3 separate regions of the Mus musculus genome follow, and regions 1 and 3 are each linked to region 2. A link is a contact called in public ChIA-PET and promoter capture Hi-C data. All regions are on one chromosome and are shown on one strand. The core of a region is the stretch at or near the end of the contact, and the rest is flanking DNA. Distances in the headings are between cores, read along the strand shown.

The links. Promoter capture Hi-C pulls out the DNA fragments that hold promoters and counts their contacts. ChIA-PET counts read pairs in DNA pulled down with a chosen protein or histone mark.
Region 1: an RNA polymerase II ChIA-PET map of memory CD8 T cells shows a contact between it and region 2, with 30 read pairs. The contact joins the enhancer-like site here to the promoter of B4galnt1 in region 2. A contact is called at or near these places in 1 of 484 Hi-C or Micro-C datasets (embryonic stem cells), 2 of 115 datasets of contacts at active chromatin or transcription factors (bone marrow-derived macrophages and memory CD8 T cells) and 1 of 9 other capture datasets (pancreatic islet).
Region 3: a promoter capture Hi-C map of embryonic stem cells shows a contact between it and region 2, with 5 times the contacts expected there. The contact joins the promoter of Nab2 here to the promoter of B4galnt1 in region 2. A contact is called at or near these places in 10 of 39 promoter capture datasets (the C10 cell line, cranial neural crest, embryonic stem cells and 4 more), 7 of 484 Hi-C or Micro-C datasets (CD8 T cells, embryonic stem cells and stem cell-derived epiblast-like cells), 4 of 115 datasets of contacts at active chromatin or transcription factors (effector CD8 T cells, embryonic stem cells, memory CD8 T cells and 1 more) and 2 of 9 other capture datasets (adipose tissue and liver).

What each region holds. Positions count from the first base shown.
Region 1 is chr10:127,470,184-127,474,676 of GRCm38.p6, reverse strand. R3hdm2 (R3H domain containing 2) reads right to left here. Exons shown (of 26, transcript NM_001168292.1): 14 at 2,677-2,909. Among named protein-coding and RNA genes, the nearest start is that of Stac3, 29 kb to the left of the region's middle. Within about 2 kb of position 3,221, at least 58 of the 459 cell types and tissues checked have an H3K27ac peak or open chromatin away from gene starts, as enhancers often do. A contact at or near this core is called in bone marrow-derived macrophages and memory CD8 T cells, where this site is marked.
Region 2 is chr10:127,161,974-127,166,719 of GRCm38.p6, reverse strand. B4galnt1 (beta-1,4-N-acetyl-galactosaminyl transferase 1) reads right to left here and starts at 1,564. Exons shown (of 11, transcript NM_008080.5): 1 at 1,201-1,564; 2 at 498-716; 3 at 1-2. The coding sequence starts at 715. It overlaps Gm51819 (a long non-coding RNA gene), which reads right to left. Exons shown (of 3, transcript XR_003949045.1): 2 at 4,029-4,078; 3 at 3,037-3,055.
Region 3 is chr10:127,663,790-127,668,673 of GRCm38.p6, reverse strand. Nab2 (Ngfi-A binding protein 2) reads left to right here and starts at 1,971. Exons shown (of 7, transcript NM_008668.2): 1 at 1,971-2,298; 2 at 3,536-4,409; 3 at 4,801-4,884. The coding sequence starts at 2,216. 1700012D01Rik (RIKEN cDNA 1700012D01 gene) reads right to left here and starts at 1,551. Exons shown (of 2, transcript NR_045171.1): 1 at 1,291-1,551; 2 at 1-256.

The DNA.
Region 1 (4,493 bases), core at 1,972-4,471, 310 kb before region 2:
AGCACCCAACTGCTCTTCCGAAGGTCCTGAGTTCAAATTCCAGCAACCACATGGTGGCTCACAACCATCCCTAATGAGATCTGACTCCCTCTTCTGGTGTGTCTGAAGACAGCTACAGTGTACTTACATATAATAAATAAATAAATCTTAAAAAAACAAAACAAAACAAAACTGGATTTATAGATGTTTGTGAGTCACCATGTGGGTGCTTGCTTAGAATCGAACCCAGAGCCAGAAAGACATGTATGGTATGTACTCACTTATAAGTGGACATTAGCCATAAAGGGCAGGATAACCATGCTACATTCCATAGACTCAAAGAAACTAAGTAATAAGGAGATCTTGAGGGAGGATGCAAGAATCTCACTCAGGAGAGGTGGATGGAGAGAAGGAACTGAGTAGGAGAGGGAATGAGGAGGGGAACAGGGATGGCAATCAGTTACGGGGAGGGAGCACAGCCAGGGCTGGGAGTGAGAATGGAAATCAGTGGGGGGCATCTCTGGGAGGGGAGTATGGGGAGCCTATAGGGGTAATCCTAGCTGAGATTCCTACCAGAGCCAGGTGGGACTTCCAGAGGAGTGAGGGGGACATTAATTCACCCACAAAACCTTCAACCCAAAACTTGTCTTGCCTAACAAGATGTGCAGGGATAGTCAACCAATGAATACCCCGACTTGAGACTCTTCCCGTATAAGAGAGCCAACCCCTGACACTATTAATGACACTCTACTCTGTCTGCAGACAGGAGCCTAGCATAGCTGTCTCCTGAGAGGCTTCATCCAGCAGCAGATGGAACAGGTACAGAAGCCTACAGTCAAACATCAGGCAGAGCTTGGGGACTCTAGAGTTGAGGATAGAATTGAACAAGCCAGAAGGGTCAAAGACATCACAAGAAGACCTACAGGATCAACTAATCTGGGCCCAGAAAGCATGCAGGAGCTGGACCGAGACCACCTACATATTTGTAGCAATGTGCAGATTGGTGTTCGTGTGGTTTCTCCTCACAACTGGAACAGGGGCTGTTTCTGACTCTGTTCCCTGCCATTAGATCCCTTTTCTCTAACTAAACTGCCTGGTTGGGCCTCAGTGGGAGAGGATGTGCCTAGTCCTGCTGCAGCTAGATGTCCTAGGATGGGGTGATACCCAAGGGGCACTCCCCGAGGAAAAGGGGAGGGGCAATGGGGGAAAGGACTTATAAAGGTGGGACTGGAAGGAGGGGGGCTGCAATCGGGATATAAAGTGAATATAAAATTAAATTATTGGAGGAAAAAAAGAAAAGAAAAAGAAAAAGTTAAGAGCATGCTCTTACAGATGCTGGAGAGGAAACTCAGGTGATCATTGCTTACACAGTGGGAGTTTTACCTTCTGAGTTATCTACTCGGCTCTAACATGAACAGTTTTAGGAGGGGACTGAAAGTGATTACATCTGTGTTTTAGATTAGTAAATTTGCTCTGAAAATGGCTTAGAACAGAGCGGAGAGATAGTCATGGAGCTAATATCATAATTTAATAAAATGAGGGCCTAGTTAAAGCAGAGGCAGTGGTATTAGAAAAGGGGATAACAGAGATGGGCAGAGAAATCTAACAGAAGCAAAAGGCTTCACCACGACGGGTGCCTGCTGGAGGTGAGACCTATAGTTCTTGTGGTGTGGGACTCATGACTTTCTTTCAGGGGCAATGATGTCGAGGTTGCCGAAGTCACATGGTAAGACCACAGCAGGCACAGAGGGCAACCCGGCGCACTGAGCGGTGGCGACAGGCTGTCATTCTCACCCTGAAGCTCCACTTCTTCCTAGCGACTACATTCCAAAAAAGCAGGGGTAGCAGGATGTGTCCAGTAAGTTCTGGCATGCTAGCTACTGCTGATTGGTTATAAACTGTTACACTTTCTCTTTCCATGGGGCACAGAATCAAAGTACATCTTACCATGTAACCTTGCTCTGGGCTAAAATCTATGTCAGAAAATACACAAAATAACTAAACTCCAACTAACCTTCCTTCCTTCCTTTTTTCCTTCCAAAAACCCCCCAAAACAAAAAACAAAACAAACCAAACAAACAAACAAACAAAAAACCTCCAAAGTCTGAAAGAAAAAAATCAAAGAAGCAACTAGATTTAAGAATGAGTAATGGCGGGCTGGAGAAATGGTTAGGTGGTTAAGAGCACCAGCTGCTCTTCTAGAGATCCTGAATTCAATTCCCAGCAACCACATGGTGGCTCACAACCATCTGTAATGGGATCTGATGCCCTCTTCTGGTGTGTCTGAAGAGAGTAATGGTGTACTCATATACATTAAAAAAAAAAAAAAAAAAAAAAAGAAAGAAGAAAGAAAAAGAAAAAAGAATGAGTAATGGCATCAAGCATGGTGGCTTATGCCTCTAACCCCAGCACTCAGGACAACAGGTTTACAGAGTGAGTTCCAGGATAGGCAGGGCTTCATAGAGAAACCCTGTCTCAAACAAACAACCAACCCACAAAAACCTAACAGACAGACAGATGGACAGATTTAAAAAAAAATGGGATCCAGGAAGTCAGATTTCCTGTCTTCTGGTAATGCTGCTAAGTTTCCAAGTGACTACAGTGCACCAGATGTTTCACCTACAGTTGTTACTAGATACTTTGCAAAAGACAAGCAAGAAGGGAGGGTGTGACATGAAAGGTGAGCCGCTGTGGTACCTGGCCTGGAGAGCCTGCCTGCACTGCCGCCTTTACTGCTGCCAATGCTGTCGCCTCGGGTGAGGATGGAGATTCCACTGAAGCTGCTGGCTTTGGTGACAGGAGGTCGCATGCTGCGGACAGAGCCATCTGAGTCTGTGCTGCTCCAAGGCCGTGGCTCCAGGGACTTGAGCTCGCTGTCTGTGCTGCTCTGTCGGCTGCTTGAGGTACGGCTCAGCCCTTCCCGGTTTCCCCTGCAGAAACCACAGTGGTCAGAGGACCTCCCCCCCAGCCCCCCAATTCAGCAGAAGGGCCAAGAGAGAGAGAGAGAGAGTTCCTTTTTTATTCTCTTGCTATTAAAGAAGAGGGGAAGGGGTGTGAACACTGACTTCATGTTTGCTGGTTGGCCAACTAAGATCTGATGGGAGCGACAGAACAAGGTCCAGTGCAGTAACAAAGAGCACAGAGGCAAATCTGAGAGACAGCGCACTGGCAGCTACTTCAACACAGTGACCCGAGGCAAATGGGAAGCGACATACACAGTACTAAGACTGACTGTGGTTTCTTTTCCACACCCCGCAGGGACCTCACACATGCAGGAAATGGGGGTGGGGGGGAACAGAAGGGTGGCAGCAACTTCTGGGACTTCTTAAAATGAGAGGACTCCTAGAAGTTAACTGTTGGTAGAAAGTGGGAGTAGCCAGTGACATGGATAAATCCCACAGACCTTCCAAACAGCATGCATCTAAGCCAGCAGAGGAACTACTTGTGGTATCTTTCCAGGGGTCGGAAGATTACAGTGAGCAGTCTGACTGTCCAAATTGTTTTGTGGAAATTTTATCTTGGTTTCTGAGAACAACAGATGCCACAGTTGCTAAGGACTGATGTCAGGAAGATCAAATATGCTTGGGACTTGGTAGAAAGGGACAGGGGCTTGACCGCACTTAACTTACGGCCTTACTGCCTTGAGTAAGGCACAGAGCTACTGAGAAAGGGGTTCTTCTGCTCGTTTGTTGTAGAATGCAGGCTTATCCCAACATTAAAAGCATTGTCTGCACTGGGTATTGGTTGTGTATGCCTTTAACCCCAGCACCCAGGAGGTCAAGGCAGGTGGCTCTCTGAGTTTGAGGATAACTTGGTCTATAGAGAAAGTTCCAGGACAGCCAGGGCTATAAACAGAAACCCTATCTCAAAAAAAGATTGCCTGTGATTAGAAATGGCAGTATGCCTCATTGTCGACCTGAAAACTTTTATCTTGCCTTTAAAAAGATACGTACTTAAGTGTGTATAAAATGTTTTGGTTGTATAAATGTATGTATACAACATATGAGCCTGGTGTCCACAAAGCCCAAAGAGGGCATCAGATCCCCTGGAACTGTAGCTAAGGATGGTCATATGCAGCCATCGGGGTGCTGGGAACTGAATTCAGGTCCTCTACTAGAGCAACCAGTGCTCCTAAGTGCTGAATCATCTCTCCAGCCCCTAAAGATTCATTTTTGTGTATCTGTGCTCCTGTCTGTGCGTGTACAGACGTCCAAGGCCAACAAGAGAGGATCTCCTGGAGTAGGCAGCTGTGAGCCAACACGTGCGGATGCTGGGAATCAAATTTTGATTTTTCTTTGTTGTTCTTGTGAGTTGTATAGAGTTTTGTGTTTGTGTGTACATGTGTGTGTGTATGTGTGCATGCATGTGGGTATGTATGAACATGTGTGCAGTACATGTGTAGTTTTCTTGATCAGGTTCTAGTATTTTTGAAATGTTTTCATTACATTTTACTCAATTATTTTGTGTCCGTGTGTCCGTGTGTCCATGTATCCGTGTGTGTGTAGGTCAGAGGA
Region 2 (4,746 bases), core at 315-2,814:
GCCTAAAGGGAGGAGAAGCGGCTTCAGAGTCCAGGTAGGTACCTAAGCTCCATTTATCTCACAAAACGCACAGCGCTGCACACTTTGATCCCTCAACTCTGCCCACAGGTGAGAGACAGCTTATCCCTTAAATCTGTGCGTTACAGAGGTGCGAACTAGGGCCAATTACTAGGATGTCTACGTAGCCGCCATCCAGGAACCCTTCTGGAATCTCAAGTCTAAATCAAGACAGCAGGCAGTCTCCGGGTGCTCTTTTGCCTGTACATCCTCCCACACTCCAGTGGCGGCGACAAGGTTGAGGAGGATAGATTTGCCGCGCCCCTGTCTCCCCCCCAGTTCAAGCTTCGGTAGCCCTCTCCACCTCCCTGATAACTGCACCCAACCAGTCAGCAGTAAGCAGCGTCCGAGTCTAGCACTGGAGGAAACAAAAGCTCCCCGGCCACCCCCTCCAGCATGTTCTGCGCTGTCGCCGCCGCCACGCCGCGGTCCGCACTCACCCCACCACTTGCTCCTTGATCCTGACCGGGATGTGTGCGTAGCGAGGCTCAGGGGCAAGGTCTAGCAGATCGAGTCTCGGGGGACCTTGTGGGGGCGACCACAATGCCAGAGGGTTCGGGAGACTTGGCGCGTTTCGGGTGCTGGAGTACAGGAGACCCAGCGAGGCGCAGGCGAGCAGCAAGACTAGCGCATAGAGGGCCCGGCGGTCTAGCCGCATCCTGATATGGGGGAGGGTGAGAGGTGACCAGGCTCTCAGAGAACGTGAGGGCCGGGACTCTGGACCCCGCCGCCTCCGAGGCTCGCGCAGGTACCCAAGGCCAGCCATCTCCGCTCCGCACGGCGCGCACCCCTTCCCTCATGCTCACGCCAAAGGTCTCCCGGCCTCCTTTCTTCCGCCTCTCTCTCGCCTCTGGGCTTCCGCATACACCCAAGGCTTGCCGTGGTGACATGCAGTATCTTGGGTGCGCAGCCCTCGGGGACCCCACCCCCACCCCACGGGCAGCAGCCGGGCCAGGGTGCTGCGGAGGGGCGGCTGTACTGCACCTGGCGGGTCAGGGAAGGCACGGTGTCGCGCCCGCGCTCGCGGGTGCCCGGCCTCGGTGACCCTCGGGTGGCCTCGTTGAGCCACGGGCACGATGCGCGAGGCCAGGAGGACGCCGCTCCTGCCCACACCTCGGCCGCCGGGCGTGCCAGCGCACTGACCTGTCTAACGTTCTAAGGCCGCGGCAGGATCGCGGTCCGGGCAGTGCCCGGTTCTCCGCCCCGGCCGGGGGGTCCTCATGAGGCCGGCGACGGCCTGATGCGGGAGCTGGGCGGGAGGGAGCCCGACAGTGTCGGGGATCCGACTCCTCCCGCCTGCGGACTCCGGGGCTTTGTAGACCGCAGCGCGGGGGTGGTTCTGAACGTTTCCTGCCGGGGTGAACTGGATCGTAAATCCGCCGCGCCCCAGCCCCAGCGACAAAGCGGGGAAGCCCTGGCACCGCGTCGCGCTCCCAGGCAGCCGAGGGCTCAGGCCTCCGCCCGGCTCTCACACCGCAGCGCAGCGCCGCTCCCGGGCTGGCTGCGGCACAGGCTCGGGCTCTGAGCGGGGATGGCGAGCTCCGCGGCGCCGTCTGGCGGACGCGGAGAAGATTGCTTAGGCGATGAGCCCTCCCGGGAAGGTCCCCCCTTTTCACATCCCTTCGTCCCCAAACCGCGGTGTCTAAGATGCCAGTTCCCGGTCCCCGCCATTTCCCCACTCGTTCACAGTGTAGCCCCAGGAAGGGCGATTGGGTTCAGTATGCGGTCTAACCTCATTTCAAGGAACACTTGGATGGGGAAGATGAAATAAATAAAACCAGCCAGCCCTGGAGGTGAACACTGCCTCACGAGCAACAAAGACAGCGGCCTCTCTCTGACCTCTTGGCTCCGAATTCCAGCCATCAACCGAGGCAAGCCGTTACTCAATGGCCGGCCTACTTCCCCTAACTGCTTCTTGGTACAGACTTGAAGAGGAACCGCAGAAAGTGGCCAGATGGACAGTGAAGTAGGCCATAGGTGGCTTGATTCCCGACACTGACCAGAAACAAAGTCCTGTGGTTCTCAGAAGGATCAAAATTGAATAGAAAAATAGGTAAAACATAATGAAAAATGTGTCTGGGGGTTGGGGCTGTAGATAAGCAATATTGAATGAACTGTGTGTGTGTGTTGGGGAGAAGAGGGAAAACCCACCCTTAAACCAGAAGTTTCAGATCAAATGCTAAAAGTAGAATTACAAAACCTTTAAAATAAATCAAGGGCTTTTTTTCCTTTACAGTCGGAAGAGATCCCCTAAGCAAGAGGCGAAGGGAAATATTAGTAAACCTGTCTATATAAAACACTTACTGGAGAGATGGCTCAGCAGTTAAGAGCACTGGCTGGTCTTCCAAAGGACCTGGGTTCAATTCCCAGCACCCACATGGCAGCTTACAACAATAATTCCAGTTCCCGGGCGTCTGGATACCCCTTCACAGACCCACATGTAGATAGAATATTATTGTAAATAGGAATAAATTTATTTACAAAACACTTGATAGACATCGGGTGTAGAATGCAAAGTTAGGTTTTTATTACTGTGCCCAAGAACTCCGTGAATCAAAATGATCTTTGTAACCGGTCAACTCCCTGCCCGAGGACAGATACGCCACGATTCTCTGGAAGCTGTTACCCGTATCAGATAGCAAGCCACATGCGTTCACTTTTCTAGGGGATCACAGGGAGTTGAGAGGTAGGTAGGAGGAAGTATGTCAGGATGTATGCTTGCTTCCATCTGACCAAGGCATAGCCTGTGAGTTAGCCCTTTATAATCACCTGGCCATTGTAGCTGGTGGCCATTTTCTAGGAACCCTGGAGTGGACTGGCCAGAGTCCATCATCCTGGCTAGTATTAAAGCTTGCTTCAAATTTTGTTCAAAAATTGTGGCAGTCATCTTATTCTTGACTGGTAGAATCAAAACCGACGTGGCGCATGCCTTTCTTAACACCGTGGAGTCAGGAGCTGAGGAGTTAGCAGGTTTGGTCTGGTCTAAGTAAGTGAGACCCTGTCAGAAAGCCAACAGTTGGGTTGGGGGATATGGCTTAGTGGTTAAGAGCTTTTCTCCCTCTTCTAGAGGACCCAAGTTTGATTCGAAGCACCCATGTTGAGTGGCTCATAACTGCGCACTAGGAGACTTTGTGCCCTCTTCTGGTCTCCTCAGGCTCTCTCTCTCTCTCTCTCTCCCCCTCTCTCTCTCTTCTCTCTCTCTCTCTCTCACACACACAGCACACACATGCAGACACACGCACAAGTGTTGAAGATTAACCTCATTGAGAGAATGGTATTTTGAGATTTTTCATATATTGTTTCCCTACGCATGGAAATATCTTGTGAAGCACACACACACACACACATATGTTCTTCATACATGTGCGTACATGTGTCCGTGTGTTAGGATGTGGTGGTTTGGATGAAGAGGCTCCTCAATTGGCTGAGATATTTGAGCACCTGGTCTCCAGGTGATGTCACTGTTGGATGGAGAAGGCACCTTACAGGAGGAAGCGCGTCCTTATGGCTGGGCTCTGAGAGTTCAGAGCCTCAGCCCACTTCCTGTCCTCTCTCTAGTGGGTTTTGTCAGCTGAGGTGTGATCTCTCTCTCAGTCTCCTGCTCCTCCTGCCTTGCCTCCCCACCACAGTGAGCTCATCTCCATCTGAAATCACACGCTCTAACACAAGCGCTGGAGGGAGCAGGGCGGTTTGAGTTATGCCACCTACCTAACCAGTTTTCATTTTCCTCCTGCTGAGCATTCCGCTGAGCCTCAGCCTACTTCCTGTCCTCTCTCTAGTGGGTTTTGTCAGCTGAGGTGTGATCTCTCTCTCAGTCTCCTGCTCCTTCTGCCTTGCCTCCCCACCACAGTGAGCTCATCTCCATCTGAAACCACATGCTCTAACACAAGCGCTGGAGGGAGCAGGGCGGTTTGAGTTATGCCACCTACCTAACCAGTTTTCATTTTCCTCCTGCTGAGCATTCCGCTTACCATTTGATAACCACCGATGCTCCTACGATCCAGGGGCTCCTATTTCTTCTCTAAATGAGAAAACAGGGATTGCTTAGCTGAGGGGGCAAAATTAAGATTAAAACTCAACAGCGTCTATCCATGTAACCAGGGAATTATTCTGCTTCCAAGACACATGCACCACACAAGATGGCTATGAATCCCGTCTGACACAAAACCGTATGTTTAACTAAAACACAAATTTTGGATTTTTTTTCCCTTGTAATTCAATCTCATGGATCTGAAGTGTGAACTTTATGGAAAACAATGTAAAAAAAAAAAAAAGGTTGGACATATCTCTCAGTGATGAACCCCTCATCCATGAAAGATAACTAACAATATCAAAGAATAGAAATCTATATTTTTAATTTCACTATAAAAATGCTCTTAGCTGGGCATAGTGGTGTTTACATTCCCAGCTACTCAGGAGGATCAGGCAGGAGGATCACTTGAATCTGAGAGTTTAGAGAACTCCTGGGTAAATATATGTTTAAAAAATGCTCTTGAAGCTAGGCCGTAGTAGGGCATGCCTTTAATCCCAGCACTCAGGAGGCAGAGGCAGGTGGAGTTCTGAGTTAGAGGCCAGCCTGGTCTACAGAGTGAGTTCCAGGACAGCCAGGGCTACACAGAGAAACCCTGTCTTGGAAAACACTGCCCCCCCCCCCACCCCACCTCCACCCCCTGCCAAGTGATCTTGAGG
Region 3 (4,884 bases), core at 722-3,221, 500 kb before region 2:
CTTCGATCTGACTAGCTACAATTAACAATTTCCACACAGGCGCTCTACTTAAATCTCATGGCAAGTCTTGAGGAACAAAGCTACAAATGATACTCCGTAGTTTCACTCTCACACTCAGGTTCTCATCGGGACCCATTCTGACCCACAAAGGGACCCGGGCAAGTGTCTCAGCGAAATCTATCTTCTCTCCTTCCCTCCTGGTCCCAAACACGGGAGCCAAGGCCTCAGATTCGGCGTCTCTCCATCGTCTTCTTTCCTGGACCAGGACCAGGCACACAGTAAGTTCCGGCTCCCCGGCTTCACGCCCCAAGCTTCCCCACCCCCTACCGCGGCACTAGCTGCCCTCCCTCTCTCCAGACCCCAGGACTTAGCGCCACCCTAAAGGGACCTGTGGGAGGGAGGGGGGCGCCCGGAGCAAAGGCAGTGTGGGCGAAGGATGTGCGTCACGGGGAGCGTGGGCAGGGGGGAGGGCGGGGGCACGAGGAAACCCGGGGCCAGCGGCTGGCAGCCCAGACTCCAAAATAACCGGACGGGGGAGTGGGGGAGGGGCGCCGCACACATTGAAGGAAAGGCCGTCTAGTCGCGCCCTCCTTAGTAGCAAAGGGTCGGGAGAAGGACCCTGCACCTTCCTACAATCCCTAGTATGTTTGGAAGACAAAAACCTGAGCTATTGAAATCGTTCCTCCTAAAGTACCCATCCCTCTTCGGGAAACCAAGAGATCCCCCTCCTCGTCAGTCTGGAATGAATCTGGAATGTAGAACCCGCCCCGACCCACACCACCCACGCCCTGCTGGGGCAAGCCACTCACAAGTGCTGAGCAGAGGGGCGGAGCCGAGGTTTCAAACTAGAGGGACGTTTCCTCTGGCCAGTCGGCCACGCTTTCCACCCCCACCCTCCCTTTCCCCAAAGGCCTACACAACCCCCGCGTGCCCAATACCCCCCCCCCAACCCTCCTAGCCGTGGGCGTGTAATGGGAACCAGATGGGACTAGAAGAAACCGAGGGGGTTGGGCTCCTTGAAGGCGGTCCTCCACGGTGGACAGTCACGTAGACTACTCTTAGCCTTTTGCTCAGCTTCCACTTCACTGTCCAGAGAGGTTCAATAACTCATGACCTCAGAGAAGGTACCTGCCTTTTCCTGGCTTTGCTATCTAGTCGTCCAAGCAGTAAGGCCTGGCCATCAGAAAAGAGGGTGCCACGAAAACATGGTAAACCCATCCGGGCTCTACCTAGCAACCCCGACGTGCCTAACCAACGCTCAAGTAAATAGTAGATTCTAGTATAACTTACGACCAAGGTTTGAGAGCCGCCTCTTCATATTACAACCTTTAGGCCAGAGAACGGTGTTAAGATACCGAAGGGATTCCTGCGCAGCCCCGCGCTAACAGGTTTACCCTAAGGATACATCCTAGGGGAGCCGAGCAGGAGGAACAGCACACCCCGACCCTTCGCTAACTTTTCCCCCATCACTTCTAACATTCAAACTAACGGCTCGGCGCGGCCAGAGTGCGGCCAACGGGCGTCCGCGTCGTTGTTTGGACGCGTGTGCACGTACGTGCGCGTGTCTTTGTATACTTGTGCGTGGTTGTGAAACTGCGCTCTCGGCTCACAGGAGTAGGAGTGGTGCAGGGAGTAGGAATGTAGCCGGCGGGGCGCTCACGTGGGTACGTGGGCGCAGAGAGGGCCGGCTGTGCATCCGGCGTGGGCGGCAAGGAGCGACCTGCCCCGCCCGTTGGGTCCCCAAGCTCCCCCTTCCACAGCTCGGCCTCGGTCACCTCGGTCCCCAACTCAGCGCCCGATTCCTGAGTCCCCGCTCCGCCTCCACACCTCCCCCCCCCCCCCTTCCCCCAAGTCTCCTCCTCTCAGTCTCCACAGCAGCCTCTCCAAGGCTCAGGCCTGGGCTCCCACCCACCGCCTCCGGTCCCAGCCCCCGGTTCTGCCCACGCCCTCCTCCCGCCAGCCCGGCAGCCAGCGCAGCGCCGGGCCTCGCTCCCTGTGCGTCCTGCGGGGGAGGAGGCGCGGAGAGGCGGCAAGCGCAGCCGGGGAGGTGGGGGCAGAGGCACAGACAGAGGCGCGGAGGCTCCGAGAGAGAAGACGTGGAGGGAGGGACGGAGCCTGGACAGCGGTGGACCCGGGCCGCGCGCGCCAGGCAAAGAGCAGCGCGCAGCAGGCGCCGGGCACCGAGAGGGGAGGCACTGGTGATCTCTGGCCGTCCATGCACAGAGCTCCCTCTCCCACAGCGGAACAGCCACCTGGCAGAGGGGATAACACACGCCGGACCCCGCAACCCAGATTCAAGTTAGTGGGCAAAAGGAGGTGGCAGGGAGTGGAGATGGGTGGAGTTGGACTCCGGAATGGGGTCTAAAGGGTGGAGGTCGAAAAGAGGACGTGGGGAAGCGGGACGGAGGTGGGAGGTGGAGACTGATGGAAAAGGGGGTGAGTATTCGAAATAGGGGATCCTGGAAGCAAACAAAGACCCGATGAACCTGGATACGATAGAGTACTGCCTCGTTTTCCACTCCAGGTTTACTCAGTGGGCATAACCTGGCACATGAGCCCCCTGCAAAGAATGTCCCCCCAGCCAGGGGAAGCTCCAGAGCTTGATCTGTCAACAGTGTGAGGGGTGGCGGCTCTTAGCTGTCTCAGTGTGTCATTAGCAGGCATCCGGGAGAAGGTGGTTCCTTTGAGTTAAGCATCTGCGGGCCTGAAGGGGGTGTGCTTCAGGCCTCCCTTGTCCGTGAAATGACCATTCACAGGGTGAGGAGGGGTGCAGCCCCTTCCTCAAGAGACCTTCAACCTCTCCCGCACTCCCTTGTCGAAGATAAGGGTGGAAAACAAGCGAGAGGAGAGTAGGCGGGAGCCCCCAGGCGGTTTTCGCCCACAGACGCTGCTACTGTGGGAGTGTGTGGGAAGAAGGGCCCCAGAGCAGAACAATCAAGGCTTCCCTCCCCCTTTCCCAGAAGAGAGGGGCCTGCTGAATAGTAGGAAGGATCAATCAAAGGAGAGGGGGTAACTGAAGGGAACTGGGCAGCCTTTGGAAAGTTGGGACAGAGTCTAGGAAGGGTGCTTTAATCCTTGGAAGCGAAGAACAGGAGCAAGGGTCTACCAGGTTCCCTAAATGCCAAGGAAGAGGCCACACCCCTCCCTCTCAGCTACCTGGCCAAGGAGTACAGCTGCCAGCAATAGCTCTTAGTATTCTAAGTTAACTTTAATATGGGATGTTACATTAAGTAATGTTGAGGCTGCTGAGTATTTAGGGGGAAGAGGTAAGGACTTAGTTGGGAGGGAAGTGGGTCCAGCCATTTCAGGGAAGTTATGAAAAGTCTCAGGGCTCAAGATGGTGCTGCCCAGACCAGAAAGATCAAAGTAAAAGACGAGGTAAGCGTTTTTCCTGATAGCTTAGGTCGGGCAACCGGCCTTCTGTGCTCCTGGGGATCGGAGGGCACTGTCCAGGAAAGAGGGCAGTTGTTAGTGTGGGTTGGTACCCCAGCAGGGCACTCATACTCACTGCCTCTCTCCTGCCCTTTCTCCTCAGGGCAAGTGCCCCAGCCATGGCACTGCCTCGGACACTGGGTGAGCTACAGCTGTATCGGGTCCTGCAACGCGCCAACCTCCTCTCTTACTACGAGACCTTCATCCAGCAGGGAGGAGATGATGTACAGCAGCTGTGTGAGGCTGGCGAGGAGGAGTTCCTGGAAATCATGGCACTCGTGGGCATGGCCACCAAACCACTCCATGTCCGACGTCTACAGAAGGCTCTGAGAGAATGGGCCACCAATCCAGGGCTCTTCAGCCAACCAGTGCCTGCTGTGCCCGTCTCCAGCATCCCACTTTTCAAGATCTCTGAGACAGCTGGTACCCGGAAAGGGAGCATGAGCAATGGGCACGGCAGCCCAGGAGAAAAGGCGGGCAGTGCTCGAAGCTTTAGCCCCAAGAGTCCCCTCGAACTTGGAGAGAAGTTGTCGCCACTCCCTGGAGGACCTGGGGCAGGGGATCCCCGGATCTGGCCAGGCCAGAGCACTCCAGAATCTGATGTTGGAGCAGGGGGAGAAGAGGAGGCCGGGTCTCCCCCTTTCTCCCCACCTGCAGGGGGAGGAGTCTCTGAAGGGCCTGGGGTTGGGGGGGTGGCAGCTGGTGGTGCAGGGGGTGGTCCAGACCGCCTGGAACCAGAGATGGTGCGAATGGTGGTGGAGAGTGTGGAGAGGATCTTCCGGAGTTTCCCCAGGGGTGACACTGGAGAGATCGCATCCCTGTTGAAGCTGAATAAGAAGCTGGCGCGGAGCGTGGGGCACATCTTTGAGATGGACGATCATGACGCCCAGAAGGAAGAGGAGATCCGGAAGTACAGCGTCATCTACGGCCGCCTGGACTCCAAAAGGCGGGAGGGCAAACAGCTTAGCTTGCATGAGGTGAGGACCCCGGGTCCTCAAGGCTGCCCTTCACTCCTGGGGCTCAGTTCACTTGCCTCTGAGACTTCTTCCGTCTTCCACCTCTGTATGACTGTCCCCACGACCACCCAAGCTCCTTCCCCACACTCACACATACCCAACCCCTGCTGCTGCTTTACGTTCTTGTCACCCAAAGGGAAGCTGAGATAATAGCAGTGAGCCCCGCACTGCTCACATCCTAGGTGCAGGAGGCCCTGATAGGGACAATATCCCCACCCCTGTCTTTAAGTACAGGCAGTTCCTGGGTATTATTTAAAGCAGACAGTCTTTGGATGGACCTCCCAGTGGTGGTAAAGGGGAAAAAAAACAGTAGGAAAGTCAAGGACTCACATTGGCTGTCCTCTTGCCACAGCTGACCATCAACGAGGCTGCTGCCCAGTTCTGCATGAGGGACAACACTCTTTTACTGCGAAGGGTAGAACTCTTCTCACTGTCC